3 separate regions of the Mus musculus genome follow, and regions 2 and 3 are each linked to region 1. Evidence: chromatin contacts called from public promoter capture Hi-C data. All regions are on one chromosome and are shown on one strand. The core of a region is the stretch at or near the end of the contact, and the rest is flanking DNA. Distances in the headings are between cores, read along the strand shown.

The links. Promoter capture Hi-C pulls out the DNA fragments that hold promoters and counts their contacts.
Region 2: a contact with region 1 is called in a promoter capture Hi-C map of liver, with 2.0 times the contacts expected there. The contact joins the promoter of Smim10l1 here to the promoter of 1700101I11Rik in region 1. A contact is called at or near these places in 4 of 39 promoter capture datasets (cranial neural crest, frontonasal cranial neural crest, liver and 1 more).
Region 3: a contact with region 1 is called in a promoter capture Hi-C map of cranial neural crest. The contact joins the promoter of Etv6 here to the promoter of 1700101I11Rik in region 1. A contact is called at or near these places in 2 of 39 promoter capture datasets (cranial neural crest and liver) and 1 of 484 Hi-C or Micro-C datasets (rod photoreceptor).

Annotation. Positions count from the first base shown.
Region 1 is chr6:129,531,766-129,535,752 of GRCm38.p6, reverse strand. It overlaps 1700101I11Rik (RIKEN cDNA 1700101I11 gene), which reads left to right and starts at 2,469. Exons shown (of 2, transcript NR_045270.2): 1 at 2,469-2,515; 2 at 2,811-3,806. Gabarapl1 (gamma-aminobutyric acid (GABA) A receptor-associated protein-like 1) reads right to left here and starts at 2,561. Exons shown (of 4, transcript NM_020590.4): 1 at 2,217-2,561. The coding sequence starts at 2,306.
Region 2 is chr6:133,103,157-133,107,832 of GRCm38.p6, reverse strand. It overlaps Smim10l1 (small integral membrane protein 10 like 1), which reads right to left and starts at 2,594. Exons shown (of 3, transcript NM_001271583.1): 1 at 2,228-2,594. The coding sequence starts at 2,419.
Region 3 is chr6:134,032,705-134,037,020 of GRCm38.p6, reverse strand. Etv6 (ets variant 6) reads right to left here and starts at 1,321. Exons shown (of 8, transcript NM_007961.4): 1 at 883-1,321. The coding sequence starts at 915. It overlaps Gm46977, which reads left to right and starts at 1,709. Exons shown (of 4, transcript XR_001785383.2): 1 at 1,709-1,979.

The DNA of each region.
Region 1 (3,987 bases), core at 1,220-3,719:
CCACGCACACCTCTTAAGAGGCCAAGCTTAAGTTGTGAGTCAGACTGCCTTAGAAACTTAGCGGCTTTCCTGTAAATACCTGAACATAGGAAGATTCGGCCCTGTGACCAAGGCAGGAGAACTCCTGTTATAATCCAGTCATGGAGAAGACACCAGGCAAAGGGTTCCAATTTTAGTGTTGCCCCCACTCCCACCCCCACACAAATCTCAGCAGGGTTCTATGTCACAACCAGATGAGAGGTTGAGAACCTCTCAGATTGGGAGGTACCATCTGGGTGTGAAATCCAGGGATCCATGAGATCTAAGCGAAGGTGTCTTGGCTTACAAATCATCACTGAAGTAAAACATTCAGCATCAAGTCACAAACAGGAGAATACAGAGAAACTGCAATATTGTGGGTGAGTGCTGTACACAACTGAATGCGAGGGGGCTCTGTCTTGAGGAAGGACGGAGGTTTTAGCTGAATTTGGAAACAGTTGCAGGTCACAGCTCGGATTTCTGTTAAAGTTCTGAATAATGGGGGTAGGTGTTCACTTAAGTTTCCTGGCTGGCACCAACTACCACCTGAACTCCAGATGGCAGCAGGTGTTAACCTACTTCTAGGGCTCAACCTTACAAGGCGTTCATCTAACTGTACTACAAACTGGAAAACAAAAACAAAAACAAAACTCTGGAAGCCCAAGGGCTCTGGAAGCCCTGAAGCATGACAGCCAGGGCTGGAATTCTCCTCCACCAGTCAGCAATGTCAAACCTGTGGGTGGTGACTTCACTGCCCTGTGCTTCAGAGCATGTCTCTAGCACAGGGATTTTAATGCTGTGACGAGAGTCGGTGAGTACACAGACAAGGCATTCAGAGTGCTGCCAGCTGTGTGGTCCATGTGTAATTTTAAAATATTAAGTGGGGCTGACAAACTGAGAGAAATTTTGAAAGCAATCCTCCACAGTCCTGAGCTCAAGGAAATAACATGTGAAGGACTGTGTAGTAGGAAGGCATGACTGGAGTGTGCCCAGCCGTTCTGGAAGAGCCATGTATATGTAATTTCTGGAGAATGGTGGAATAGTTAGCTCTCTTCTTCCTCATAGAAAATGGGGCTGAGGGTAGAAAATGGGGCTGAGGGTAGAAAATGGGGCTGAGGGCTTTCTCTTGCTGGACCTCCGTTTCTTCTGGTAGCCCTGGCTGAGATAAAGAATAAGGAAGAAGTCCCTCCCCCCTATTACTTATGCATCAAAAAAAAAAATTATCAGGTTAGCACAGCTCTTTTACCCTTCAAAGTTAGAGGAACGCCAACCTAATATAACATCATTGCCTGTACAAATAAAGAGAACGATTTTTTAAAGTCCCTGGTCCTCTATCCACCATATTTAAAAGCGATGTCATCCTTTGCTTCCAATTCTGCTGCGCAGCCTTCAAAAGAGGAGGAAAAAAAAAAAGGCAAGTGGGCGGGGGAGGGGGTAAAGTGGAAAACACCCGGATGCTGAAGACTCCCTTAGTATTTTTCTCCCCACTGCATGAACTAGGTATTAGCTGCTTAAATCGGGGTATAATTAATGGAGGAAACGGTTCTCAGTACTGGTTCTTGAGATCCAAGAGCCCACCCACCTATCACAGTGCAGAGCACGGACCTTCTTTTTCCACACATGGCCCAGGAGACAATAATGAGGTGGAGGCAGGCATGACCTTGTTTGAGGGCCCGCCTGGTGAAGCCCCTCACCCCACCCCACCCCCAATTCTAAAAAAAAAAAAAAAAAAAAAACGCAGGTCAGAATCTAGGGGCTTCTCGAGTTTTTCCTCCTACGCTCAAGGAAATGGGAAGGAGACTCGTTTTCATGGAGAACCAATTGAGCAGACATGGATGGGCACAAGGCTCATCTCACCTGCTGCTACAGGGTTGGGACGCGTTTTTCTATAGCATATCCTATCTGCGGCCCCCAACCAGTCGCCCCCGCACACACAGGCCTCGCCACGCGCACATCCCAACCTCCATGGGTGCTGAATCCTGCTGACTCACCCACCACGCGCACGCTGCGCTTTCGAGATGCCAAAAGTGGCTACAGGCCCTGGGGATACAAGCTTGTCAAAGCCGGTCAAGAATACTTGATTCCGATGACCCTCCTGTGCCAGGGCCACCCGCCATCGCCAGGCTACCTCGGTAGCTCCAGGGCAACCAGCTCCCAAACTCCTCAAGCTTGCCTTCTCCCTCCCCGCCCCCACTCACCGGCACCCGGTCCGGGTATTTCTTCCTAATCTTTTCACCTTCCTTTTTCCGATACTCGAAGGGGTGGTCCTCCTTATACTGGAACTTCATGATGGACCTCAGGATGTAGGGGCTCCCCGGACGGGGCCTGCTGCGCGCGCTGATGACTGCGTCTCGCGTCTGGCCACCCCCAGTCAATGTCAGCCTTATCACAATCGCTCCACCCGCGTCAGCTCCCACGCGCCAGTCGCCGCACTACGTGGCTAAACGTCCAGAGAAGGACCTGGAGATCTCGCGGCCTGAAGGTAAAGGACCACCAGGTAAAGAAATAGGGTGGCTTTTCCCAAGAGCTGGAAACACAAAAACACCAGGGCGGTGCTGTGACATCACGACGCCCCACCCCCGCTCCGCCCCCGGCGCTAAGGACCTGCTGGATCCGGGTGGACAGAAGCTTTGTTTATTTGTGTATCTTCTTTTCACCCAAGCTTTTCCTAAACCACTCCATCGAAACGCAAAAATCATGTAGTCGGGTTTTTATTTTTGAGGATTGATATTAAAGGTAATTTGTTAATTCAAAGAATGCTCTAACAAATGTCGTCTTCCCTCCCCTTCAAGTTTCTTGTTTGATGCCCAAAACAAACACAGAGGAAGAAAATCCAGCTGTTTCCAGAGCAATGGAATCAGGAGTCTGGAGTTGGAAAAGTGCCAGGCGTCACGAGATTTGTAGCCCGGGCTGAAATGTCCTGTGCTTGCATTTTGACCTTTGCCTGGCACCCACGACTGGCCTGCCTTCTCTGCCCCAACTCCTCCTTCTGACTGGTGTCCTTATGTTTGGATCTGTGCTAGAATTGGTTCTGAGACAACATAAACAGAGCATGACTCATGGATTTGAAGAAGTGTAAGGGTGAAGAACATGAAGTCATCAAGGTTAGAAGAAGCGATGCCAGCGATGAACACCAGGCTTCACTCACGTTCAAGGAGAGATGAATCCATTCATTTTATAAGGTTCACCCAGAAGCATGGTTGTTGAGTTCTTGAAAATACAGAGGTCAAATCATTTAGGTGTCTATGTTTCCCCAACAATACTTTGCTCTGGGGTGGGTATCACCTGTAGGGTAGTTGTCCTGATGAAAAGGCCTTATTGGGCACCAAAAGCTCTGACTGGCATGCTGGTGGAAGACCCTCAATAGTATAGAGAGAGTCAGCCCAGGCCCCTCTGACATACCGGGTTTCCATCTTAAGACTCTTTGGATGCGGGGTCACCCTTCTGATTCTACTGGCAGTAACTCCAGACCTATATCTTGGGAACATCGGAGATAAAGTTCAAGGATGCTTTGTGCTGTGAAAATAAAATGACTACTAAGTGGTACCAGGCAAGCAGCCCTGTTGCCTGATTTTATGTACATGACTTAGTGATATGGTTATAAAATATGGGCAAAATAAAGTGAACTGAATTTAACTGGCAAAACAAGAACATGAAATACATAGCCCACTTCTTGGTTTTCTCCTGGTAATCTTTCTTACATATGAAGACAAATGAATTGGTATATAATATTGTTGTATTTATTTATTGTTGTTTTTATTTTCAAATTAAAAATAGTTTAATACCCAGCTACTCATTTTACCCTTGACCCAAATACAATTAAGTCTTTCAGAAGAAATTTTACAACCAGTTGAGACAGATCTGGGATGAAAATGGTAATAGTGTTGTTTTCTGAGTAACCTTCAGGTTTGTTTTTTTGTTGTTGTTGTTTTGTTTTTTTTTTTTATAGATGTACAGTCTCAGCTAGTT
Region 2 (4,676 bases), core at 1,345-3,844, 3.6 Mb before region 1:
AAAAAAATAAAAATAAAACAACAGAAGTGAGACATTCAGGTTCACAGGCTTTTTCAGAATTAAACTAATGAGGAGACACACATTATTTCCTTCTAAAATTTTTATTCTTAACCAATGGATTCTTTTGCTTTTGTTTCTTTGGGGCAGTGTTTTTATCATGTGGCTCAGGCTGTCCTTGAACATATGGCAGTTCCAATTCAACTTCCAGAGTACTGGAAAAACTTCCGTGTGCTACTATGTCTGGCTCTCACTGGATCCTTCAGTTATCTTTGAATATCAGGAAATTTTTCTGAGAAGAGCTTGGAAACTAGCAATTTTCAAAGAAAGCCAGCAAAGGGAATTTTAAAACAGCATGCACTGTCTTAATATGTGCTCACAGGAACAAATAACAGAGACAATTCCATGCCAAGCCTGTAACAATATATATTCATCTACATGAGTTTAGAAAGGATACAATTACATTTATACGTAAGAAAAATCACAAGTAGAGATGAAAATCATTTCTAAGCTACAATAGGCAGAATACTTCCATATTAATATATATTAATATTATCAAGCAATAACAGCTGAGTGTTTGATTTAGATTTTAATCCAACAAGACTTTTGGTCATTTGATTGGTGGTAGACATAATTACCTGGGGAGCTTTTAAAAACAAAATATTTTAATTAGATTTTAATGGAAGAAAATCATATATATGATTTAGAAGAAATCACGTTAGATTAGTAACAAAAACAAACGAAGCCTCGCTTTTCCTGTACCTATCCCCATTTATTTTCTCTAGAAATAACCACTTTTAGCTTTTAGATGTTTCTGCATTAAGTTTCCTAATCATAGATTATGTTGCTTTTTATATATTGGACCTTTGTTTATTTTATTATTATTATTTTTGTAGTGCTGGGTATCAAACTTAAGAGTCTCATGAATGATAGGTCCACAAGATAAGTCTATATGATAAATCTACAACTTAACCAAATTTCCTGTCCTCAGGAATAGATCTTGATGTACTTTGCATCTTTATACATATATCTTTTTCAACTTCCAGCCTTCCAATGTTACATAACTATTTCTTGTTAAGTAAGAACTTATATTACAGGTACAGTACTATTCACATGAGGTATGACAGAATAATTTTTTATTATTTTATTTTTCTTGGGGTTTCTAATTACTTGTTTTAATTTCAAAACAAAATACAATTACTAATTCACTCCAGGCTTGGATAAAAACTCCAGCATACATTCACACACACACCAGATATTAGCTCCTTTTCAGTCACTGAGAAAATTCCATCTTTGGACATTTACTATTTAGGTCATGTGGTTTCCACCTCCATTTAGCAGTTAGAAACATGGCTGTCCATAATCAACGAAATCTCCTTTCTGTTCACAAATTACACGTTTTACGCTCTCACTCCACAAAGGGCATCACCATTCCATTTAGTTTCTTGTCCCTCCACTTGTCAAATGTATTTCCTCAAAAAAAAAAAAAAAAAAAGTTTGTAACATCTGCATTTTACTCTGTAACTAAAATTAAGCATTCTCATTCTCTTTAAAGTAGAAAGCCACATCTGGTCTATTTGCATTACTACCAGGGAATAGTCAATTCCTGTGAGGCAATTGGACTTTCTTTCCTTTGGAACCAACGTCTCTTTGAAAGGAACATCTTCACATAGTCCCACTATTTTTTTTCAAAATCTTGCTGGCATATTTGGGGAGTATATTTTCCTGTAGTCTGACTTTGACCCAGATTCAATATATCCTCTTGTGGGAGGAAGAGAGATGCAATGCTTTTTAAGTCACATTCTTGACATAACAGGCTTCTTATTCAATGTCTAGCTTACAGTCCAGTATTCTCAAAGATTAATTCAGAACGTAAGTTTGGTGTAAATCTGTGTTCTTGAAAATCTCAGCCTTCCTTTCTCATAATGCATCTTGTGCCCTTTGTCATATCCTAAGACTTGCCAGGAATTTACAGATGAGTGGTTCCTTGGATACTTCCTTGGATAGCTCCTCTGATGCTGGAACAACATCCTTGCTTAACCCAGCTAGCTTTCCCACCTCCAAATCCCTGATAGGAGAGGTTGGGAGCCGACTGCCTGTGCGCAAGCCAGCTCTCGCAAGATTGCACGTTCTTCTCGCGCTTCTTGAAGGTGCCGCGGGGCGACCTGGGAAGCGGCCATCTTGCGGTCCCGGGTGGCGGGGCAACGCAGACAAGGCTCTAAATGTGTACCTGCAGGCGGATGTTGAGGATCACGGAGCCCGCGATGTAGAAGTACGGGAAGTTCATGCGCAGCTGCCAGGCCAGCTCGAAGAAGGCGAGCAGGGTGCGGGACAGCCCCTTGCAGAAGACACCATACGGGGTGGCGGCCGCAGGGCCCACTGCCCTGAGCGCTAGGGCGGACGGGGCGTCGGCGGGACCCATGGCGTTGTCCCACCAGGCCGAGGGTCTCCGAAGCTCCGTGCAGTTCCCGAGCCAGATGAGCCGTGGCCGGGACGAAGCGGCCGCCGCTTTCGCCCCCACTGCCAGCGGCCGCCGCTCCCTCCGGGTGGCGCGGGGCGGCGTGGGCTCCGCCTCTTCCTGTCAGCTTCCCGAGGAAGGTTGGCTGCTGGCAGTTATGTAACTGCTAGGGACAGGGGATCTCCGTGCCGCTGTCCCTTTAAAGGGCAGAGCTCCGTGAGCTGATGTAATTTAGCCAACATTTAGTACACATTTTGCAAGGATCAAAGGTCGAGGAAAATAACTGTGTCTGCTCAATATTCATGTAACATTCACTGAGACAGTAGGACAAAGTGATCTATCACCTTATGTAAGTGTATACGGGCATAGAGTCTGCATTTGTAACACACCATAACTGAAAACGTCACCGTATTAGGTTATGCGTTTACCTGTGTATTAGGACTATTTATATTGCAAGTGACAAATCAAAAAAAAAAAAAAAAATTACCCACTTTTGTGGAGGGCATGTGTATGAACATATATATGGAGAGAGAGGCAAAGAGATGTGTTTCTACTTAATATAAACCCATTGAAAGTTAAGATTAGGTATAGATTCCAGCTTTTTGCATGCAATTGGATTAGTGAGAAACCTAAGGTAGACTCTTAAGGACCAAGATACTAATTTTTATGTTCATGTTTTTTGGTACCCTATAGAAATACCAGTCTCCATTATTCACATTTTATTTCTGGCATTTATGTAATGCACTTCCATTGTTTTTGTTTGTTTCAGTAATGCCCCAGTTTAGCCTCATTTACATATTATGCATGTATGTTAGTTTCTGAGCAGGACTTTCAGAATACAGTATACTTTTAAATGTCATTGTTAGATTTTCTCATATCTGACACTGACTTGCGTGTATGTGTTATATAGTTGAAGAATCCCCATGCTCTGAGAGTGTCAGCTTGAAAGGACACTTCAATTTCCCAAACTTCAAAGGACAGTCTATCCGAAAGTGAACTCCACTTTGCACTGCAGGAGGATTTCTGGTTAGATAAAAGGCAGCATTCCTTTAAGAACTTGTGTACTGTGTTCCTATCTGCCTAAAGGAGCATCTATTTCCCTTACCTCTGGCAAAAGGGACTGTGGTTCTCTTGTTAACATATACCTTTGGCCCCTGTCTAGTCATATCAAGATCCCTTGCCTCCAGGCTTCTTCAGTCCCCACTCAGTTATGTATTCCCAAGCCATGATGCCCATCTGCTGGCACTTCCCTCAGTCTAGCTACTCTTCTGTAACCAATGTTAGTCTCACCTCGCTTTCTCTATTCTCTATCCAGTTATTCTCCCCTCTCTCACAGATAGCCCTGGCCATAATCCAGTCTGCTGGCCATGTTTATTCTACTTTTTCTCTTTGCTCTAAACACTTCCAGTTGCCACTGGCTATTCACTTAAATCCTCAATAAAATCTTCCCATGCCATGGAGTAGTCAAGTCATCTGTTTATACATAGAGCATTTCTGTTTCTCAGCAAACTACATATAGGGCTGGTGCAAATAACAAGACATTGTGGAAGTTGGAAAACTTGAAGAAGAGTGCCCATTTATGCTTCTTTTCTGCTATTGTATCAATGCTAAACCAGTAGAGAAACGATTCCCCTAACCAAAGAATAGAGAAAAAAAGAGTATTTTAGGATGAGTGACCAACTCAGAAACACAATGTACATAGTTTTTCTGCACAGGAATAATTTATTATGAAATCGGAATCCATGGAGCTGGTCAACATTGACGTAAGTTAGTAAGAGCCTGGATCTCCCACTTAAAATAGCACAGAATCAGTCAACTCACATGCTTACACCACCTGACCCATCCCTAGCTTCCACTGGTTCTTGCCCTTGTTAATTCCATGAAAAGAACTGCCTTTTACTTTCAGGGAGTGGGGAATATAGCAGCCATGCACTAACTAGTTAAGTGGCCATAGTGAAGATTTACTCCTGTAGAAAATGATAAAGAAGAGTCTTTAAAAAGCTCCCAATCCCACTTTTTTCTCAAGAGAGATTGGAATCAGACACTTAAGAGGGCTGTGGTTTGCCTTCTATCCCTTGAACTTGATCCTTGATAGCCTATTTCACACCTGCTGCCAGGTAGGTGCATGTCAACAACTGATCAAATGTAGCAGATGATGAAAATAATTTCTCTAGATGGTAATTCTCTTGATTTTACCCAATCTTTTGTTTCCTTAACTTTG
Region 3 (4,316 bases), core at 72-2,571, 4.5 Mb before region 1:
CTTTCATATGCACTAGCGTAAAACAACTATTCAGCAACTTTATTCACCTTGGTTTAATTTTTTTTTTCATTGTGCAATGCCCAGGAAAAGCTGACACCAAGACTGTCTTAGGACTTGCAATCACAATCAGAAGAGAAGAGAGGGTAAAATTCTTGTGTGATAGAACGGGGGGGGGGGGGGGAGGAGGGGCGTAAAGAGAGAGAGAGAGAGAGAGAGAGAGAGAGAGAGAGAGAGCATCCTAGTGGAGCCCCTAGAACTTTTTCCCTAGAGACCACCCCTTGGGAACAAAAGTTACAATTCAGTCTCACGTTATGCGTAGGAATAAAGAGAAAGGGTTTTTCTTTTTCCTTTCTTATTTTTAAGCGCACTAATTACGGAGGTGCTCTACAGATCTGAAGACAACCCGGGTTCCTCCTACCAATTGAGAGCGGCATTACATTGTCAAAAAGAAAGGGAGTGGGGCTCTCTTTCTCTCTTGTCCTCTTGGGCTATTACCTTCCCCCTACCTTCCCTATTCCCTTCCCTCTCTCTCCACGTGTTCATGGCCTGCCTCTACTTCTCTACTCTCTCCCTCTCTCTGCTTTTTTCTGCCACAACTACCCTCTTGACTCCCCTCCCCTTGCCCTAAATAAACTCTATTCTATACTATTAAAAAAAGGAAAGAAAGAAAGGGAGTGGGGGGGGGAGGCAGGAGCCCAAGAGGATCTCGGCGGAGAGGGGTGCAGCAAGGTTACACTAAAGGGTACAGCGCGGCCGCGAGCTGCATCTCCTTTTCCCTCGCGCCCCAAATAATTCCCCGCCAGCCTAGCAACTGCACCAGCAGCCCCGGGGTAAGGGGGTTCCGATCGCCCAGCGGAGGAAGGAGGGGAATCCGATCGTTACCTTAATGCTAGACTGAGCAGGAGTCTCAGACATGTCTCACAGCGAAAGGGATCAGGAAGTTCTCAGTTTTTTTCCACTTTCCTTTCCTCTCCCCAACCCAGAAACGCTCGGCGGGGCAGCGGGATGCGGTCGTTTAAGAAGTTTCTTGCAGCATCGCTGGCGGCGGCCGCCCGAGGGGGAGGGGGGGCTCTTCTCAACGCGCGGATTGGGCGCGAGGTGCGGGGGCGTAGGAGCCGGCGAGCACGGCGTGGGGTGTGCGGGTCGCGGCGCGGCGACCCGGGCGCAGCAGGCCGGCCTGGCGTGTCTCCTCCCACCCGCGGCCGGCGCGCCCGCCCTCCCGCGGCGCTCGCTCGCTCGCTCTCTCGCTCCCTCGCTCCCTCCCTCCCTCTCTCTTTCTCGAATGTTTTCCTTCCTGGAAGAGAGAAACTGAAAGGCAGAACTGAGAAAGCTCTCTGCTCATTGATCTTGAGAGTTTCAGGGCAGAAACTGACGTGAATTCCCAGCACCCGGCTCTGCCTCTTAAAGGAGCCACCAGGAAATAAAAGCTCGGGTTACCGCGGGCCGCGGAGAAATCAAAAGGCGTGCGGGGGAGGGGCGCGGGATGCCCACTGGGCCGCCCCGAGGCGGAGGACGCCTTTGGGGAACCTTGCAGCGTGGCCCAAGGACCAGCAAGCCTGGTTCATCTCTCTCCCGACTCCCCTGGCTGCGCCTCAGGAGGACCTGGGCCACGCACAGTAGGGGCTTTTCTGTGCACTCCCAGAGGCGCAAATGCAGCCTGGGGACCGCAGTCTAGGAAGGGGCTTTCCGGGAAGGACGCGGCGCCGCAGGAGGAAGCGAGACAATGGCCTTTGTTCTGCGCGGCGACCGCGGCCGCTTTAAGAGAATCCACCAGGAAATGGGAGCTCGGGTTACAGGCTGCGCACGGGGAAGTGCAGGGCGCGACGCTGGAGACAAAGCCGCGCGGTCGCGCTCCGGCGCAGGGACGCGGCGAGCGGGGGTGCTCCCCGCGACGGGGGCGCCCCACGGCCTGACCTCCCGCCTTCCCCGATTCGAAATCCCCCGGCCATTTAAAGCCACAGCGGCCGCTACCAACCGACGTAGGTGACTGGACTACAAAGTTGACAGGGCGCGTTCCAGCAGATCTTAGCCCTCCCCTGGGCCGCTCCTCGGGCTCGGTCATTGGCGGAGGGGACAGCCCGGGGTCCTGCAGAGGAGGGGCTGCCAGAATCCTGGGGCTGAGGCGCTAGCCTTGAGCACCAGCGTTCCGATCACTCTATTTTTATTGCTATTTATAATCTCTTAAAATGCCCACCGCAGAAGATGGTGTTTAAATTCTAACCCTCTAGTCTATACAGGTTTAATATGTGGATATATAACGAAGAGCTTGATGCACTTCCATTTTGTGCTTTGACGGTAAAATAAACACAAATGTATGCGTGTATGAATGCATTATACTCATCTTCCCTGCTGAGGGTTTCCCAGACTCACCTCTGTATTCCCACCTCTGTAGTTTCTTGGGAAGGAGGCGTGGGGGTGGGAGGAAGCAGTATTGTTTTGAAGTAAAATCTCTCAATGTAACCCTGACTGTCCTGGAACTCTTTCAGGCTGGCCTGGAACTAGTTCTGCCTCTGATCTTTCTTATGTATTTATTTATTTCCTGCACACTTTTCAGCGTCGTAAAAACGTGCTCAGACTTTCATAAACAGAACTTCTGTTCATACATACTCATATTAGGACACTCTAAATGAAATTTTCCAAGAGTCAGGCTGGGAACGCACCCCGTTGCTGATAACAGTAATGTTCTTGGAGGGAACCTCCAAGGTACCACAACCCGTTTTGTCATCTAGTAGCCATATTCACCAAAAGAACTTAGTCTTGTTTATGCTAGGTCCCAACCGGACTGCATTTACCCATTCTTATCTCTCACGAGTACCTACCTTTGCTCCCGTGTTCTTGAAGCTTTTTTGCTGTTGTTTCTTACTGGGAATTTTCGTTGTGTTCCTGTGGTTGTGTTTGTTTTGAGACAGGGTCTGACAATGTGGATGAGACTAGCCTTGAAGCCTGGTCTATCTGCCTCCCAGTGCTGAGATTAAAGGCGTGAACCACCACACCCAGCCAGTTGGTTTTTAAATTTTCTTAAGTTTGTAGTCCAAGTTGGCCTTGACTTGAAGCAAAAAAATTCTCCCGAACCCGGGCCACTATGCACTATGCCCCTTTTAAGGGGCAGCGGGTGCTTAAACATCCATTTCTTTGTTTACAGCCCTGGAGATTGAACCTAGACCTCATGTGTTCTAGTCTAGTGCTCTCCTACTGAGCATCCATTCCCAGCTAAACAATTTTTGGTTTCCCTTTGCGTCTCTTAACTGATGTTTGCAGACATTGGATCTGATGGACTTTTGCTGCGTTAAGTCTTAGGCACCCTTACATCACTGATCTAACTGTAGGGTCTCCGATAACTTCTCAGCACTTATGAGATGGGAAGGGGTAGCGCCTATGTAATAAGATTCTCATACATATGAGGATGTTCACAATGGCCTTTCCTTTATCTGTGGGCTTGAAGCCAGACACTACACACATACACAGTATTCCTATATATAGTCTTATACATACATACATACATACATAGATATAGCAAACTGGGCACAGTAAGGGACTAACCATAATTATTAATAGACCAAAACAATTATACTATAATAAGAGCTAATAAAACATACTACTGTCTCTGAAAATTTCCATGTCCATGACTGACTGTGGGTAACTGGAACTGAGGAAAGCCACCCTGTGGTATTGGGGACCTCTTCTACCAAGAGTTTCTGTAGCAAAACATTCCATATTTTATGTGTTAATTTGTGTTAGCTATGCTGATTGCTTAAGCTCACGACTGAATTAACTTCCAACTTCCATTCCTGACATGTCCTTCTCCTAGTGACTCATAGAGGTGCCACTTTGAGGTAGAGTGTGTGTGGTTGCAAAGCCAAGTACACAGTAGCAGCTTTAGCAAACGCTACATTTACACCACAGTTGGCTGCCCTTTGGTAAATACTTGCAGCTTTATGGGCCAAATGACAAAATTGAGGACTCTGTTTAAATATCTATATAATAAGAGGGCAGGGAAGTCCACATACTTTGAAGAGTATTTTTAGTTCAGGTCTGTTAAAGGAATGGAGTTCTCTTTGTGGGGAATAACTTTTATTGACCTGAGATTCAAAGCAAGTATTGCTCATTCTTGTAGCCAGGCTGGCCCCTAATCTACACCACAGAGAATGACCTAAAGCTCCTGGTGCTCCAGCCTTCCCTCCCCTCCTGAGTGATGGGATGACTGGCACCCATCACCTTGCCTGCCTTCTTTAGTGCTACCTTTCAATGGGAATCCACGGGTTCAGTTCTGAAGTGTCTTTCCACCTCTACAGGTGCCATCACGTTTTCATGGCAAC